2 separate regions of the Danio rerio genome follow, and region 2 is linked to region 1. Evidence: chromatin contacts called from public HiChIP or PLAC-seq data. All regions are on one chromosome and are shown on one strand. Each heading gives the region's core, a stretch centred on a gene start, on an enhancer-like site or on the middle of the called end of the contact. The rest is flanking DNA. Distances are from core to core; before and after follow the strand shown. Region 1 holds the start of si:dkeyp-38g8.5. Region 2 holds the start of caprin2 (caprin family member 2).

Region 1 (3,559 bases), core at 625-3,124:
TGCTGAGCGGGGTTTGAAACAATGGACTAAACCATTTGTGCTCCATTAGCAACTGTTTGTTTGTCATTTTAAGAAAAAAATTCAACTTAAAACACGAGGAAAAGTATTGTGAACTTTTCTACAAACAAAACAATTCACCGAATATGTCAGGAATAGAGTTTCGCTTCTATTTTAATTATTCGTTTTTAGTATGGTCTGTCGTGTTAAATGAGAACAAATCTGATTATAAACAGTAAAAATACTCAAAAGGGGAATTGGGTTATTTTTATGTGAGAACAAAATTAGAGAATCTTATTATTTCTGGTATTAATTTTACTGGGCAGAGCTGTAATAATAAGATTTTAAGAATGTTAGTAAATACACAGCTTTTCCCTTCTAAAGTTAAGGACAGACACCTTTTCCCCCCTGAAGACAATGTGGTTAGAATTTGAACAAGATTTCTCTTTTCCACTTCTACCAAAGGCAAAAGAATTTCAGCTTTAAATTACTGACGATATGTATCCTTGTAATAAATTCCTCAGACATAGATTTAGTGTGAATTGTAGGCTAACATTTGTATCTTTTGTGAAGCACACTCATTAGAACATGTTTTATTTATGCACATTTTCAAAAAATGTTATGGGATGAAATTTGTGTTTGGTTACGATTAAAGCATGAAATACTTGATTTTTATTTTAAAACTGTAATTCATTCATGTATTCATTTTCTTTTCTGCTTAGTCCCTTTATTAATCCGTGGTCGCCACAGTGGAATGAACCACCAACTTAACCAGCACATGTTTTTACCCCCATTTTAAAACTGTAAAACATTAATATTTTTGTCAGAATTCTGATCTGGAATTTTTTGGTTAACAATGTTGTGAAAAAAATATTTCATCCATAATTGCAAATAAAAAAAGAAAGAAAGAAAAAAACTTTTTTTGCTTTTCCAGAAAGATATTTGTCTTCTTCAATTCTTTAAAGCTTCTGTGACATAAAAAACCTGTAAACTGTGTAGTCTGGTAAAGGTATTTTTTGATGATGAACCCCCTTGTACTATATTGCATTGTATTTTGCTATTTATTTTTATTTATATATGTTTTTTTTTCTTTTGTTTGTGGATGTTGCTATTTGGACTTAGTTGATAAATATGTTTTTACGATTGGTTTTTATTTATTTATTTATTTATTTATTTATTTATTCTGTATGTTCTTAATTAATTTTAAAAAAGTTGTTACTCATTCCACTTTCCTGTGCTCAACTTCCCCGTTAAGACAATTGATTTATATATATATATATATATATATATATATATATATATATATATATATATATATATATATATATATATATATATATATATTTAAAATACATATGTTGCGAAAAACATGTTGAAGAACATCCCCAAAACATTTAAATATACAATGAACTTTAGCTTAATTTGCGTGACTGACCGCTCCAAAATGTCGGCGCCCTTGACAAAAGTGCTTGAATCGTTCTACAGCCTTCTTTGTACTTGAGAGTCTTACGAAACAAACTTAATTCGAAAGATATGTGAAACAAACTGCATCTAATCTTTTCTCATCAACACGACAGTAGTTATTTTGACTCTAAATCTATAAAACATTTATTAAGCGACTGTATGATCATTTTTGTACAATCGAGATTCCCAATGAATTACAGTGCAGCCGATTTATTAAGAATCGTATGGTTCTATGAATATATTTACTAATTTAAAAGGCCTATGATAGTATGTAAAGACACATCATACAAGTAAGAATCTAAATACTTTAATAATAAATAATTCACGAGCCACATGTTGCAGCGAAACATATTATTTATATTATAATATCACACAACTCCATTAGGTGGCAGTATATAGTTTGTGTTCGCAGTGAACCAACAGCAGAAGAAATGAACGAAACCCTCCATTTTCTCTTCTAGTGCCCTTCGCTTGTGCACTAGCGCCATGAGTAGCGCACTTGATGACTCAAAGACAACAGACACAAGTATGGACCACGAACTTTACACTGTACAGAGTCCCTCCGATGACATTAAGGATGGCCCAGAGCATTCAGAATTCATTTATAAGAGTGAGTAGCAATCATTTCGTGCATCTAAAGTGTCATTGCATTCAATTATCTCTCCCATTTTTTTAGCAGTTTAGCATTGGGCTGGTCATGTAAATTGGATGCATGCATTATACAAATCACGTGTTCTACTTTTATTAAAATCTGCACGTGTGTGTTTATGTGTGTGTGGTTCAAGTGTCAAATGAAGAGTTTGTCAGATTCGTGAAGTTACGAGTGACCAACGATGCACTTTTCACTGGAAAGAGAAATTCTTCAACTCTGGCTTACAGGTAAACCGGGCATCACCAACCCTCAGTTACACACATGCATACTCACCCATGCAGAAGTCCATGCAGGAAAAAAATAATTATGCTGTAGATGTTTGTACCAGCAGCCTGCAGGAATTTTGATGTGAATTCTGCATTTGTGTGCTGTAGGGCCATCCTGAAAGAGCTGGGTCTGCAAAGGGAGATTTCTGCCAGCCAGGCCAGGAGAAAATGGGAAAACCTTAAGATGAAGTATAAGGTATGCTGATATACCACTTTATGAGGGTGCAGTTTTCAATTCTGGCCCCCCAAGCACATCCACATCTTGGATATTGGCCAAATTTAACACACCTGAATCAACTCACAAGCTCATCAGCTGAGGACTCCACGAATCTTTTAATCAGTTTCCTTCAAATAATGATATATCCTATTGTAAATTACAGATACATGTGTGTGAAGAGTATGTATTATATTCATACACAAATGAAAATAACAGACAAAATTAACTAAAATTACATTTTTAACATTAACATTGTCATTAAACTAAATGATGACGAATCATGGTAAATAAAGGTCAATTTCAAAATATCTATGTGAAAAATATTAAATCAATACAATACACATGGTTTACATAAATATGATATTTTACAATTAACATAAATATATAAACAACAATACAAAAATATGAACTAAATGACATTTACTAGAATGACATAAATGAATTATTATTAATAAAAATAAATTGTAAATATTTCTATATATATATATATATATATATATATATATATATATATATATATATATATATATATACATATATATATATATATATATATAATATTCATCACATATTTTAATTATTACTAGTAATACATTTATATTAAAAATATTAATATATTTCTAAATCATTTATCACATATAATTTATCATATATATACATGTGATGAAATGTTTATAAATATATTAATATTTAAATGCACATTAATGCTAAATACTACATTTACAATTTCATGAATTTATATAAATAAACAACATCAATAGCAATTACTAAACATTTAAAGATGAATATATTAGAATATATTAAATAGATGTACAGTACATATCTATCTATAATTAGCAGTATATTTTATGCAGTAATAAACAATTCATGGGTAAACATATTTAAAGCTAAATGTTAAATAATGTTATAACAATATCATAACATTAATACAAAATATGCAAAACCTGAACTAAATTGTATTAT
Region 2 (3,587 bases), core at 448-2,947, 310 kb after region 1:
GTAGACGGTTGTAGAGCTCAGGGCTAGCTGGAGGGCGGAAAGCATTCGAGGGGATTCAGGTTTTGGGCTGCCCTGGCCATCATCCTTCTCCACAGTGAGTTCCGAGGGCGTCAACGTCTCTAATGTCCGAGATGGTGATAGCTGAACCATGGTTTCAGTCTTTCTGGTGGACAGGGGAAAAGAAGCAAAATTATCACTCTACAGTTGTGACATTTGATCAAAACATCGCCAATATTGTCCTAAAACTATTCAGCACCCATTCTGTCTAACCATTTTTTTTTTAAACAATCACTTCAAAATGTTGACCTCTATTTACGATGAAATGAAGAACTTTTATGCCATAACCGAATGATAGATTACTTGTTACTAAATACAGAATATATGCTTGAAAATGTAAAGTGTATACATTATTTTTAAAAACAGCTTGCCAATATTACAGTGGTCATGAACTTTATACTGACACCTGTTGGTATGGATGAAGCATCACAAACCTCAAAAAGGTAAATTGCGCAAGTGTTACTTCAAGTTCATATAGGAGTAATGTGAAAACAAAAACCCAACTACAAATACTACATTTAAGGCCATATAAAATGTAATTAACTTAAACTGATACAATATGAAAACTATAAAACACTTTAAAAAGCAATGGTTAAAAAAATCCCTGATTTGTTATTCTTTGCATAATAATACAAGTTTATCAATAAATTTCAAATGTTTCCTTTCCCATTTATAGAGGTTTAACAAAATACCATATGACTTTGTATTTTTATTAAACCATGTCTATAAATCTTTAACCGGTGCATAATTTTATAGGTGAAAATGGAAGGTAAATAAAAAAATCTAAACCAATTAGATAGCCCAAATTAAAAAAAAAGTTTGTCCATGCTTGTGCTATAAATAAAAAAGTTTTCTACATGTTTAAATGCCATATAAATGTAGACTACGTCTTGTTTATAATACAATGACAATCACTCGTTGACCATTAATGTATAAAAATCACCTCAAAAAACAGCCTTAACATATCGTACAATACACACACCAAACTCTGCCATGTGTCTGGACATTCGCCAGTGCTAACCATGACATGGCATTTACGTAAAGTGGTAACAAATACAAGAATAAACGGCGAAATGCGTCTGAAAATCACTTAAAATGTAGCATAAACAAAACATGCTTGTTTACTAGATCATTTACAAATATCCCACAGACGGTTTAATGTACCTCTAGCGTTCATAAATATTGCTCACTAATCAAACAAGATCAACAATAACGCTACAATAGCTATTTCCAAAGGGACCCATTGCAATACTCTGAATCGTAACTTTTAAAACCTTAATCCAAAACAAATTGTCTCCATTCCAGACTAATCCTACCCAAACAGCATCAACACGGTGCCACCACCCAAAACCCCGCAAAGAGAACCCAAATAAGTTGCTCGAGGAGGATTCAAGACAGATGCATGTGACAGCATAGAAACTCGCAGAAATCTCACCGACCTCATGCGTCTCTGCTGGAGTGTGTGTGTTTGTTTGCTGCGTTTCAGATCGCTAGGATGACTTGGGTGGGAAGGCTGCTCATTTAGAGCCAACGCAAATGAGTTAGCCTTTCGGTGAGCTGCTGGACAGACGACATAAAGCGGTGGTTAAACAGAGAGGACAGACCGTAGCATCCTCTCACCTATTTATGCCCTAGGAAAAGAGGAGACACATCAGCTGGAGGAGCAATCATGACGTCACGCAGACAAGCACAGGACAAAACAGTATGGTCCCTGCGCTCAACCTCTCTCTCTCTCTCTCTACTCTCTCTTTTCTATCTATCTATCTATCTATCTATCTATCTATCTATCTATCTATCTATCTATCTATCTATCTATCTATCTATCTATCTATCTATCTATCTTTCTATCTATCTATCTATCTATCTATCTATCTATCTATCTATCTATCTATCAGTCTACATATAATTATGTCAGCAGGGAGACAGCAATGGATATTAGATTTGTTTACTTAAGTTTACTTCTTGCCTATATATAATTCCATATATTCATTCATTTTCCTTTAGCTTAGTCCCTTATTTATCAGGAGTGAACCGCCATGTCCATATAAAATAATTAATTTAAAAGTTTTTTTTTTTCTTATAATATGTTTTAATTTCAAATAATTCACATGGTGGCAAAGATGAAGTTCAACAGTTCACTAAAATCTTCAGTGGGCATTCTCTGGGATTTGAACCCCCAATTTTCATGTTGCAAGCACCACGCTGAACTTGATCCTACATCATCTACAGCACTTTCTAGTTTGCTAATGCCATTTACTGACAAAAGCTTATGTGGCATTAACAATAACAATATGTGCGTTATGGCTTCAGTTTCCAGGGACTTGAGCTCACAACCTTCATGTTGCATGTATGAGCTACCAATATAAAGTATTATTTCCAGCTTGTTTAATGATATTTACTGGCATGTGCTCATATGACGTTAGAAATATGAGGATCATAGGTTCAATTCCCAGGAAACTGAACTCACAACCTTCATTTTGCAAGCATCAAGAGCAGCATTAAAACCATTAATTGTCTATTCCTGCATCTAGCTTGACTAATGTTGTTTGACTGTGGCATTGACTATGTGAGGGTAATGGGTTCAATTCCAAAGACAGGTATGTGCCACAAATTTGAATATTGAGAGAGAGTCCTTTTATTTCAATAATTATCTTTTAAAAAGTGAAACTTCTGTGTTATTTTAGTTCACTATACAAAGTGAAATATTTGAAATATTTATGGATTAAAGATTAACAATGTTGGCGATGTTTTGATCAAATGTTGACAACTGTAGTGTGACCATTTTGCTTCTTTTCCCCTGTCCACCAGAAAGATGAACATGTTCAACATTGTAGCTCTCTGTGTCTCAATCTAGTCCATTATTTAATGGAAAGCCTGAAATTGCCTCATTCTGGCCTAGTAGGCTTCAGAATCATGGGATAGACCTTCATTAAGGAGGAAAAGTCTGAAAAAGCAATTCCAAATAAAGCTGGATGCTCTCAGAGTGCAGTATCTATGTTAGTAGAGTGTTAAGAGGAAAATGTGGCTGGAAAAGGTGCACAAGTATGACCTCAGCCTTGAGAGGATTGACAAGCGAGGGCAACTGAGGCTGGTGTCAGAGCATCAAGAACCACCACATACAGAAGTCTGCATGACATGGGTTACAGCTGTAGAACTCCATGTGTCAAGCCACACCCAAACCAAATATCATGTGTTGGGCTAAAGAAAAAAGTACTGGTCTGTTTCCCTCTTTTCAGATGAATGCCAATTTTGTATTTCATTTGGAAATCAAGATCCCAGAGTCTGGAGAAACACAAAAGTCAATCTGCTTAATGTCCAGTGTGAAGGTTCCACAGTCAGTGATGGTTTGGAGAGCCATGTCAGACAGTATGCTAATATGGGTCCATTGTCTTTTATCAAGTCTACAGTCGACGCAATTCTACACCAGGACGTTTTAGAGCACTTCATGATTCTGCTGCCAACAAGCTTTTTGGAGAGGATTTTATTTTCCAGCAGAACTTGGCACCTGCACACAGTGCCAAAGCTACCAG

Evidence for each region. HiChIP or PLAC-seq counts read pairs in DNA pulled down with a chosen protein or histone mark.
Region 2: an H3K4me3 HiChIP or PLAC-seq map of gastrula embryo shows a contact between it and region 1, with 4 times the contacts expected there. The contact joins the promoter of caprin2 here to the promoter of si:dkeyp-38g8.5 in region 1. A contact is called at or near these places in 6 of 18 Hi-C or Micro-C datasets (caudal fin, embryo, fibroblasts and 2 more) and 2 of 4 datasets of contacts at active chromatin or transcription factors (caudal fin and gastrula embryo).

Annotation. Positions count from the first base shown.
Region 1 is chr4:16,900,738-16,904,296 of GRCz12tu, forward strand. si:dkeyp-38g8.5 reads left to right here and starts at 1,875. Exons shown (of 4, transcript NM_001123290.1): 1 at 1,875-2,071; 2 at 2,247-2,340; 3 at 2,488-2,575. The coding sequence starts at 1,948.
Region 2 is chr4:17,215,339-17,218,925 of GRCz12tu, forward strand. caprin2 (caprin family member 2) reads right to left here and starts at 1,698. Exons shown (of 21, transcript NM_001013273.1): 1 at 1,497-1,698; 2 at 1-163. The coding sequence starts at 1,501.